2 separate regions of the Mus musculus genome follow, and region 2 is linked to region 1. Evidence: chromatin contacts called from public HiChIP or PLAC-seq data. All regions are on one chromosome and are shown on one strand. The core of a region is the stretch at or near the end of the contact, and the rest is flanking DNA. Distances in the headings are between cores, read along the strand shown. Region 1 holds the start of Art3 (ADP-ribosyltransferase 3). Region 2 holds the start of Stbd1 (starch binding domain 1).

What was found. HiChIP or PLAC-seq counts read pairs in DNA pulled down with a chosen protein or histone mark.
Region 2: an H3K4me3 HiChIP or PLAC-seq map of embryonic stem cells shows a contact between it and region 1, with 11 read pairs. The contact joins the promoter of Stbd1 here to the promoter of Art3 in region 1. A contact is called at or near these places in 3 of 39 promoter capture datasets (embryonic stem cells, stem cell-derived epiblast-like cells and trophoblast stem cells), 1 of 484 Hi-C or Micro-C datasets (the HL-1 cell line) and 2 of 115 datasets of contacts at active chromatin or transcription factors (both in embryonic stem cells).

What each region holds. Positions count from the first base shown.
Region 1 is chr5:92,384,265-92,389,960 of GRCm38.p6, reverse strand. It overlaps Art3 (ADP-ribosyltransferase 3), which reads right to left and starts at 3,074. Exons shown (of 10, transcript NM_001370591.1): 1 at 2,970-3,074; 2 at 1,750-1,827. The coding sequence starts at 1,818.
Region 2 is chr5:92,601,647-92,606,644 of GRCm38.p6, reverse strand. Stbd1 (starch binding domain 1) reads right to left here and starts at 3,594. Exons shown (of 2, transcript NM_175096.3): 1 at 3,308-3,594; 2 at 66-1,763. The coding sequence starts at 3,536. The coding sequence ends at 976.

The sequences.
Region 1 (5,696 bases), core at 1,825-4,324:
ACAACTACACATGTAAGTGTAGCCGGTCTTTTGCTACTTTGTGAGTTCTTCTTTCTTCCACCCTTATCCATCCCTTTTCTTTCACTCTTTCAACCCCCTAACACTAGATAGGAGAGAGAAAAGGAGAGAGGGGAAAGGAGGCAAAATTATCATTAGACTACTGCCTTATGATTAGGGCATTGAGTTCCTTGGGCAAGTTTGATCTTTGCTGTCAGGATATCTAATTTTTTCTTCTCCTTGTTTCTGCTTTGCTTGTGACTACTTAGCAAACGATGACCAACAGCAATCAACCAACAACCCACCCTGCCTCTCAGGGCCCTAGCATTTATATCCCCCTCAGCAAAGTCCCCAGAATTCCCAACAACACAAAATCACAGAAACTATCTGTTCTTGGCAAAAATCACGCCCCTGCTAGAGCAGGAGGTAAATCATAACCAGCCGCTGTGGACAGTCCGAAGCAGCCCCACATCCCCACACCTGACCACGTTCTTAGTTCTCATAGTATTTCTGTGTTTTTTTTTAAAGAAACCAAAGTTCCAAAACTGTCGCTACATATAAGCGCTAGCTATACAAGTAAGTCCTGCATTAGGCTTAGCAAGAGTGCTTCTTTCTATGTATCCCTAGAGAGCAATAAATATATGAGAATGGAAAACATTCACACAGAATCCCCTACACAGATGTTCATGGCAGTACTATTTATAGTCGCCATAAAGTGGAACAACCCAGATAGATGCCTGATTGATAAACAAGATGTGGCACAGCCCTGTGATGGTGTTGGTGTTCATTAATGAAAAGAATGAGATACTAATGCATGCCACAACCCGGGTGGGCTTTGAAAACAGTATACTAAACCAAAGACACCAAACACAAATGGCCACATGCCGCAAGATTCCACTCTGCTGAACTGTCCACACACTCCTCCTGTTGTCAGAGAATGGAGGGAGGGGGAACTGGGGCTGACCTCCAGTATGCGAAGCACCTCTCCAGCGCAGTTACTGCGGGACAGCATCGGAAGGACGCTATAAACCAATAAGGTATGTGCTGAGAAATGTTTTAAGGGTATCTCAATTATATGTCTTAAGTAAAAGAACCAACAACACAATGTGCAAGCCACAGGGTATAGGATGCTGTTGCATTAGAATTCTAGAGTCTAGAAGGTGGATCAAACCTCTAAAACTGGATGCAATGTTTTCTTAAGGCAGCTTAAAGAAGGCAAGTGAGATACCTGTTTCAGGCCACTCATAAAGTATGTTTACTGCTTTTAAATATTGAACTGCAAATAACACGATAAAATTTCTGCCAGTAAAAAGATAAACCAGGGAATAGCCGTTACTTAGTTTATATAACAAACATGGAATCAACACTGGCATTATCTGGAGAACACACGATATGGCCAGAATATTTATTTACATGGAAATGCCGTGTAGTATTAGCTGTAGGCAAGGTTAAAAGTACCATATTTTTAATTAAATTATACACAAAGAGAGAGAAACCACCTAGGCTATCTACACAATCCCCCAAGAGTTGATCCCTTTGAGTGAGGGAGTTTGTGGTTGAATTTTTCTGTCTTCTTTGCTTAATTTAAATTTTCTACACTTACCACATGTGTAACCTGCAAAATAAAGGAAAAGCTGCTTCCAACAAGTTCATTTGCCTATTCTGGCTCCTCTCAGTCTGCAGAGATGCCTCAGGCTGTGTTACAGGGTTCCCAGCCCAGGGAGCGAGCATGCTTCCCGTTCCCTTCATTACCTGGAAGATGTCCATTAGAACTGCGGCTGCCAGCAGCGTGGTGACCATTTCAAAATGTCCCATCTTCATTTTTCACGTCTGGATTAGAATGAAAAACGTTAATTCAGTAAACTTAACAAAGAGGGTTTAGGGAAACGGAACTGGATAAGGTGATGTTGCATATTTTTTCATTCTGGATAGATATTGTGATAGTCGCAGTGATTATCAAATACATTCCTATGACTATAAGAGGCATTCAATGTTATCCAGGTGTCTAACAGTTTGTTCTAGAGATGTCAATGCAAAACTGCAGAGAACTTTAGTGCTTCCAAGTCTACTTCCACATAACTCTAGACAGACCTCTCCCTCCAGAGAGACCTTTTCCTCCCAATCTCTAAATGTCCCCTGAGCACTCACAGGAAACAACACAAACTAAAACCACCATGCTCTCATTCTCACTCCCAGTTTCTAAGAATGGTCTAGAAACTTTCCCATGTGAAGCTTCCGCTCTTCCGTTCGCTTTGCAAGTTAGAGCATGCCCACTTGGGTGGGAGCGGAGACATGAGGTCAGCAGCAGTACAAAGCTGTTCGCCTGAGGTGACCTCCCTCCTCCAACTCTTCACAATCAACACAAGCCAGAGGTCGAGCCAGTGTGGAATGTCCTGACGATAGGAACAGACTCAGGAGCCCTTCGAAGGCAGTGATTCTAACAAGATTCTATCATTGTCCTGGCTGGGCGCCCAATACCCATTCCGGTATTTGTGGCAGCGTAAGGGATAGACAGGAGGGCAAGAATCCTCACTGGCTGAAGCTATCCGGAGCCATTAACCGACTCAACCAGTGACACAGGTTGTTAGCCTCCGGTCTCTCACATACATAATGCTCCAGCAAAGCTGCTGCCATTGCTGTAACTCAAATGAAGCCTCTATTTTCCTGTATTTTTTTTTAACCAAACATCATCATCTGGATTCTGAATGAGATAATAAACAGCATAGGGGAAGGAAGGGCAGTCTTTCTTGTTGTAATCCATCCAGGTCCCAGGTTCCTGTCTTCAAAAGCAGTCCTTTTATCTAAAGCTATTAAAATATCTGTAGTTATTTTAAGATGCTACTCTGTGTCAAACTTCCCTCTCAAAAAGTCTAAGGAATACCCATGGGCAGCACGTGCCAAGCCAGCCGTGGGCCAGGGTTTCCCTGGTCTTCCTTTCTGCAGTTTGGGTGCAAATAAATCAAAATGTTTACCTGGCGTTTGTGCCTCTGCAGGAAGTTTAAATGATGCCCTGTCTCACACCGGATTCCCACTCTGCTGTGGAGAACTTCCCTCCAGGATAGGATGTTGTTGACAGTGAGCTGCCTGGGAATGCTTTTCTTTTTATAACACCCCTAGTGGTAGCTTGGCAGTGGCTCATTAGTCAACTTCTGCCCTGCTATTTATATCCGGTCGGTCGCCACACTCTGCCCTGGAACCACTGCTGTTAACACTAAGTCTCCAAGAGGTCTGTGAATCCACAGCAATGTCCCCCGCCACAGAGCATGCTCAGTTCTGAACCCAGCCCTGGACTCCTTTGGAGCAGTGTGTGTGTGTGTGTGTGTGTGTGTGTGTGTGTGTGTGTGTGTAGTTGGGGGAATGGGACTGGGTGGGTAGGGTGGCGGGGTGGTCAGTTCCCAACAACTGAGCCTTTGACACTCATATGCTAGAGGGAAGGCTGGACTGTCCTCTATTAGATGACACCCACAGCAAGGGGGCTCACTTGTTAAACACTGTCAACAGTGATGGTTATCACCACTCAACCAGCTGACTGCGGTTCAGGTACTGCGCCAGGCACTGAGACACACAAACAAGCTGAGCACAGTACTGAAGCTGGTTTGGCAGTCACTACTATGTGTGTGTCCCCAGACCCAATCAGGTAACAACTGCTCAGGATAAACGAAGGCCAATGAAAGTCCAACCGAGAACACTGGCAGGAAGGAAGCTGGGGATGCCAGCATCTAGAACACTCTTTGAACAAGGACAGATGCTGGCTGGTTTTCTGTCGCCTTGATGCCAGCTAGAGTCATTTGGCAAGAGGGCACCTCAATTGAGAAAACACACCCCCCACCCCTGGCCCCCTGGGCTGGAGAGATGGCTCAGAGGTTAAGAGCACTGACTGCTCTTCCAGAGGTCCTGAGTTCAATTCCCAGCAAATCACATGGTGGCTCACAACCATTCATTCCTAATGGGATCTGATGCCCTCTTCTGGTGTGTCTGAAGACAGCTAAAGTGTAGTCATATAAACAAATCTATGAGAGAGAGAGAGAGAGAGAGAGAGAGAGAGAGAGAGAGAGAGAGAGAGAATGAGAGAGAGATCCCATTAGCCTAGTACAATTCATTGGTTGGGGAAGATCCAGCTCATTGTGGGTGTGGTCCCACAATGAAAGCCGACTGAGCAAGCCATGAGGAAACTGGTAAGCAGCCCTCTTTCATGGCCTCTGCATCAGTTCCTGCCTCTAGGTTCCTGCCCTGCTTGAGTTCTCGCTCTAACCTCCCTTAGAGATGAACAAGATGACCCCAGGTTGCTTTTGGTCACAGTGTTTTTTCCATTTCGTTTTCTGAGACAGGGTTCCTCACTGAACCTAAAATGACTTTGCTAGGCTGGGTGGCAAGTGAGCTCCAGGGACCCTCTTGGCTTCTGATTTCTATGTGGGCTGGGGATCTGAATTCAGAACTTCTCACTTACAAGGCAAGCATTTTCTATCTCCCATGCTCTCATTTTTTTTAAATAAGAAATTTGTCTTGGGGGCTTGAGCTAAGGCTCAGCAATGGAAAATACTGGCTTGAACCCACATGGCAGCTGTTTGAACGAGAATGGCCCCAACAGGCTCCTGTATTTGAATGCTTAATCCCAAGTTGTTGGAGCTATTTGGGAAAGACTAGGATGTGTGGCCTTATTGGAGGGGGTGTGTCACTGGGGACGGGCTTTGAGTTTTCAAAAGCCCACACTCCAGGCCCTGTCTCTGTCTCTTTCATGCTCGTAGCTCAGAGGTAAGCTCTCAGCTACTGCTTCAGCACCATGACTGGCTGCTGGCTGCCAGGACTGCCGCCATGGACTTCAACCCTCTGGAACCACGAGCCCCAAATCAATGTTTTCTCTCATTCATTGCTGTGGTCATGGTGCTTTGTCACTGAGGAAAAATGTAACTATGACAGCCATAGTTACAACCATTTGTTACTGACGTCGCAGAGGATCTGGCGCCCTCTTTTGGCCTCCAGGGTCACTGCATGCATATGGTGCACAGACATACATGCAGGCAAAACATCCATATACATAAAATTAAAAAACAAATACAAAATCTAGAAGCTGCTCTTTAAATTACGTATCAGCATTGTCAGAGGTATTCCACTTATTTCTGTCCCAAGTAAGGGAAAACTGCAGAGTATATAATGGCGCTGAGTTTGCACCTTAGGACGCACCTATCTGGTGTTTGCTTTTTCCCATGTGCATTGATTCAGAGGTTGTATGCCTGCTACCTTAATTTCTTATACCGGAGCAGAGAGCAAAGGGGCCCAGATTCCACAGCTGGGCAGCTGCTGAGTGAGGTCCCGAGGAGGAGCACTCTCAAGCCTTGCTGCTTTCTGTCGTGAGTTGCAGGGAGACCTCGTGAGCCAACTCTTTAGCCAAACCCATTCCTTCACATTTGATTTCTATGTGTTCTGTAAGTTCAATGTTAAACTAGCTGTTGCTGTTATTAAAATGGGACGATTCATACCGTACTATTCTATACAGACTATGGTATTAATGTCAAAAGAAGAACCAACAATGCACTTTTGCGACAGAGTTGGAGTTGCTGTCAGAGGAGATCATCAGCAGGGCAGCTTCAGCAGAAGGCCACCGGTTCTGACTTCATGTTTATGTAACCCAGCTGTATTAAGCAATACACTTTGTATTCAATGTCTAAGACAGAACCTTCCCAGAATGTACAAATAAAGTA
Region 2 (4,998 bases), core at 2,345-4,844, 220 kb before region 1:
TGTAAAATATAGCTCCTTTATACCTAGGTTCAAGTGCTAAAATTGAAACAAATGAGACATTGAATAAAGATATTAAAACTCAGTATTTATTTATTCAGTTATAACTTAAAGCTTAATTATTTCTTCTCAGCGCAAAGACATTCTTCAGTATGGTCCTATAGAGAATTTCACTCGCTGGTATGTAAGGAGAGTGAAGAGTTAACAGATGGAAAAGATGCCTCTGGGGCAGCCCATTTGTTGACCCCATGTAGGAATGAGGTGGAGCAGTGAGCAGAGATGGTCCAACCAGGGCACTGTGGGTAAAGGAGGGATGTACCAGACTCAGACCTGTTACTCCCAGTCCTCAAGGAGCCCTTCAAACCACCTCAGCATCTCACACCTCAATCCCTCATGCTCTGCTTCCTGGGTGACCACCTCTGAATAGGCTTTCAGCCACTAAGACAAAGGCGTACTTGCTAATGTCTCGCCTATCCTCAGCAGTTAAAATGGAATAAAAACTAACAGGAAGTCTAGAGTTTCACTCCGATCCTTACTGGTCACAGTTCCGTATGATGTAAACAGTGTTGCTTTAGCTGTGTTTGATGGGGCTTATTGTAGTCTTTCTAGTCTAAGAGCTGCTAAGGGCGCTCTACCTTGTACCCGTGCAGTTGCTTAGTTGCTCCTTGCCCATATGTAGTCCATACCTCAGGTGTACTACCCAAGATGCAACTACCCAGGATGATCAATTCCTCAAGTCCTGATGTGTCAGCACAAACCAGTCAATACAATAAGGGACAAGTGCCAGCTTACAGGAAGCATTATCTGCAGGCATACATCTTCCTACATTTTGGACAAAAGCCACACTAGCAAATCTGAAAGAGCCCTGATGGCTACAATTGGAATCACACCGCCTTTACTTTAAGCTATGCAGTGCGCTCTAAAGCCTTAGCCTTGTCCACATTCTGCTGCAGCCTCTTGGATGCTCTGAAAACTGAGTCAGTGAATCCCCCACCACCCATGAACCACTTTATCCTCATGGCCAGTCTGCAGGAATCTATTGCTGCATTCTTCCCAACGAGTAACTTCCTTATTCTCTACCAACACGAACTTCCACTCCACCACTGTGTCTGCAGGCAGGAAGACAGAATGAGACCAGAGCCCGTCTTTGCAGTAGTGGAGTGGGATGTATGTGTTCCATCTCCCAAGGCTCTCATGGTCTCCAGTCACTGCAATGAACTGCACATCGGTGTTTGTGGTGTAGTGCACCTGGAACTGGATGCTGACCTGTTGAGGTTTCAGAGATGCCACTTTCCCATCTACTTCCCAGCCTCTTCCTCCCACAAGACTGTTTGTGCTGTCGTCCATTCTCTGATTTAGACTTAACCTAGAAGCCTCAAGACTGCCACCCAAACCAACACTCCCCCAAGATGAGTGCCTAGACACCACTTCCCAGTCCTCGTGGCCTGCCTGGTCCTGACTGACTGCTTTAGCTCTGTCCACAAGCAGGCTGCTGGAGGGCAGCTTTGCGGCCACACTGCCAGCTACTTTGACAGCTGTTTCTTGTCCTTTGGGGAGTCTCCATTCTCCTCCATGAGATCCTGGGCTTTGATTTCTTGCCGCTTCAGAGTCGGCCCTGGAGTGTGTGTCTGGAATCTTCCCAACAGGAACAAACTCTCTGGCATTGACCCAGTCTGCTCCAACATTCTGCAGCCGCTGTGCTTCCGGCAGGTTACCAAGATCTTTGCTCTCAGAAATCAAATGTCCGTTGCTTTCTCGAAGATGCTCTAAGAAAGGAAAGGGCAGTAACATTAGGTGGTTCACAAAGGAAGACGCAGAAAACTTTTGCTCTTGTCTTTATTTCTATGTACAGTTCAAGGCTCTGTTTTAAAAAAAGCAAGTACCTATTTGAACATTCCCAACACTGCTCTAAGAGCACACATGTAGAGCCAACGATCAAAAGCACACTTGGGGAGTCTCAGCACACACCATGAGAGAGAATGAAGTGGCAAGTTGCAAAGTCTCCCACAGTCCAGACCATGTTGGCAGGTATCCAAAGTTAAGTCACTTGGCTCCTGTCATTTAAAGAAAAGAAGAAAAAAAAATGCTGTCCAAGGGTTGGGGCAGGAGCTTAGCACAAGGCCCAGCCTCACATGCTGGTGGCTTCTATAGAACAAAGGATTACATGGCTACCCTGCACCTGAGAGTACACCTGAACTCCCTGGCAGTGAATACAAGACGGGCCAGCTCCAGCTAACTGGAAAGCATAGCAGTCAGTGTGAAGAAAACCGAGAACAAGACTGAGTGGAGCTGGGGGGGGGGGGTGTGGTGGGGGTGGGGAGGGCTTGAGGGAAAAGTAATGTCTTCAACAAGCACAAGATTTTCCCATCCCACCCACCCTCCTTAATAAGTACATACAGTTATAAAAACTATTCTTAAAAGTATACTATCCAAGTTCTCTAAAACCCTGGCTTCATTCCTGGCGACCTCTCCTAGAAGCCTGACCGCCCTAAAACCATAAATCAGCAGGGGTTAGGAGAACTCTGCGCTACATGTTTGCCTCTTTTTAATGATGACCTTCAAAGTGAGATGTCAGCAAATATTACTCTGGAGTCCTAATTTTCTGAAGAACCTTTTATCAAAACCCAGCCGTGGGAAAGATTTTCACGTAGTAGCTACAAATGACCACCACTAAAAATAAGTTCTGCCAGGCAGCTGGGCAAAGGGCACAGGAGGTAAGGGTTTGTGCCAGTGCACACTGATTGCCTGATGCAGGGTCTCTAAAATGTAGATTTAAACTTAGGTGACAATTCTCATCAGAGTTCGATTCCCTAGTAGGCCACCACTTGTTCACACGCCAGCACAAAGCCTCAGCTACAGTGGCCTTCATGACCTAAGTCTAAGCTGAATTTTACTTTCCTGAAAAAGCTGCCCAGATAGTAGGAAGTGAGTGTTCATAAGCCCCAGATCTAAGGAGGGGTGTGGTATGTCAGCGACTGGGACTCAGAAGATGTCCCTCTCAGCTTCAGCAGGAACTGAAGAGTTGTGAGATGCCCCCCCCCCCCCAAGCCATCCTCGTACACTGCTCCAAGTGCGGCCAGGCGGAGGAGCCTGTGCCCGCTGAGGCGGCAGAAGCTGGGCGCGGCCTCTGGAGGACCCGCGTGGCCTCTCCAGGACAGGACAACCCCAGAACGCGATGAGGGCTGAAGAAGGTTCAGTCCGAGGTCGGGGAAGGTGGTCCACCAGAACCCACCCGCATGGCTCCAAGTGCCTTTCGTTTCCCCTTCCCCGGAGAACTTCAAAACAACTAGCTCGAGGGGAGGAAGAATACCTGCTTTGGAGACCAGCTCCCGATCGGAAGGTTCAGGGCTCAGGCCGCCACTGCCACCACCACCCGGACCGTCTCCCGGGGCCGCAGCCTCCCCAGGAGGTGCGCCCTTCTGCGGCGGCTCCGCAACCCCGTCTTTCCCCGGGGCCCCAGAGTCTCCCCGCAGCAGCCACAGGATGAGCGCTCCAGCTAGACCCCCGCCGACCAGCAGGGCTGACCAGACGGCGCCCATGGCTGAGAGAGGCTGAGGGAGACTACGAGCCCCAGTGCAGGGCTCCGCTCACCCGAACGGCCACACCCACCCCGCCCGCCCCATCCTTTTAAGGTTCTTGGCCGCCAGCCCAGCCTTCCACGGCCGCCGCGAATTTTCCTGGCCCCGCCTCCCGCCCCGCTCGCCCCGCCCCGCAACCCGGCTCTCGCCCACTCCCATCACCGCTGCCGGCCCTTCCACACCTGGTCCCGCTCCACTTTATCCCACGCCAGAAGAGCCCGGTTACGCACAGCTCCGAGCCAGGAGATGGGCGCCCGGAGCTCTGAGGCCGGAGAAGGCTCTCACTGGACGGTTAGCACAATTAGGGGTGGAGAGAGTAAGGATCGTGGGGAGGGCGCAGGGGCTTAGGGGAAGCTCCAATCCATCCCCAGCTTTCTCAAATCTCTACATAAAGGCCCACCACCTCCGCCAATCTTGTTCGCCTTTACCTCTGGGACCTCCTACACTCTTTTTTTTAAAAAAAGGTTCTAGACTAGCCTAGAAGTCTTTCCGTACCCCAGGCTGCCTCAAACTCGAAATTCTCTCCCGTTTCCAGTGGGGAGTTACAGGCTCTGGCGCTCTCTCTCTCTCTCTCTCTCTCTCTTCCTCTCTCTCTCTCTCTCTTCCTCTCTCTCTCTCTCTCTCTCTTCCTCTCTCTCTCTCTCTCTCTCTTCCTCTCTCTCTCTCTCTTCCTCTCTCTCTCTCTCTCTCTCTCTCTCTCTCTCTCTCTCTCTCTCTCTCTCGCCACGCGTGTTGCTGCACACCCACCCACCCAGCTGAACTGGATGTTGCCCAGACACGGAGCCCCTACAAGTAAATATTAATAAAGCAGCAACCCTTTATCAAAGCATCATATAGTCAAAGTGTTTTGTGTATGAACTTAAATTGGTCCTCACACAACAGAAATCCTGTGAAGGAAGGACCACACTGCTGTGCTGATGTGCACACTACTCAGGGTAAAGAGCCGGGTGTTTTACCTGGAGTCTTTCCTTTAAACACATACATCCTGTTGCTGAGGCCACAGCTGGAAAGTATATGCCTTGCAATTATTGCTAACATGGCTCCCTCTGGGAGGATCAATCACTCAACAGTGCACCTCGCTGGATCACTGAGATCACAAGAGATCACACATCTCCTGAGAGAGACTTCCTGGTGGGTTGCTCCTCTCTTGGCATAGGCTGCAACTGGTAGAGAGGTGGAGAACAGAGCAATACTGACTCCTGTTTTATTATTAAATTATTTAACTTTCAAATAGACTGTTGCTATACCTGTAGATCAGAGCATCACTCAGCCCTCCTCAGAGAAGCTGCTTCCTGCAGTAGAGGGGAACTAGCACAGAGACCCACAACTGGACCGTGTGGAGAGAGAGACTTTGGAGCTTTCAGTCCTAAATGGGATGACTTTTTTAAATTATCCCCTAAAGGCTCAGGGATCTAAGTGGAAG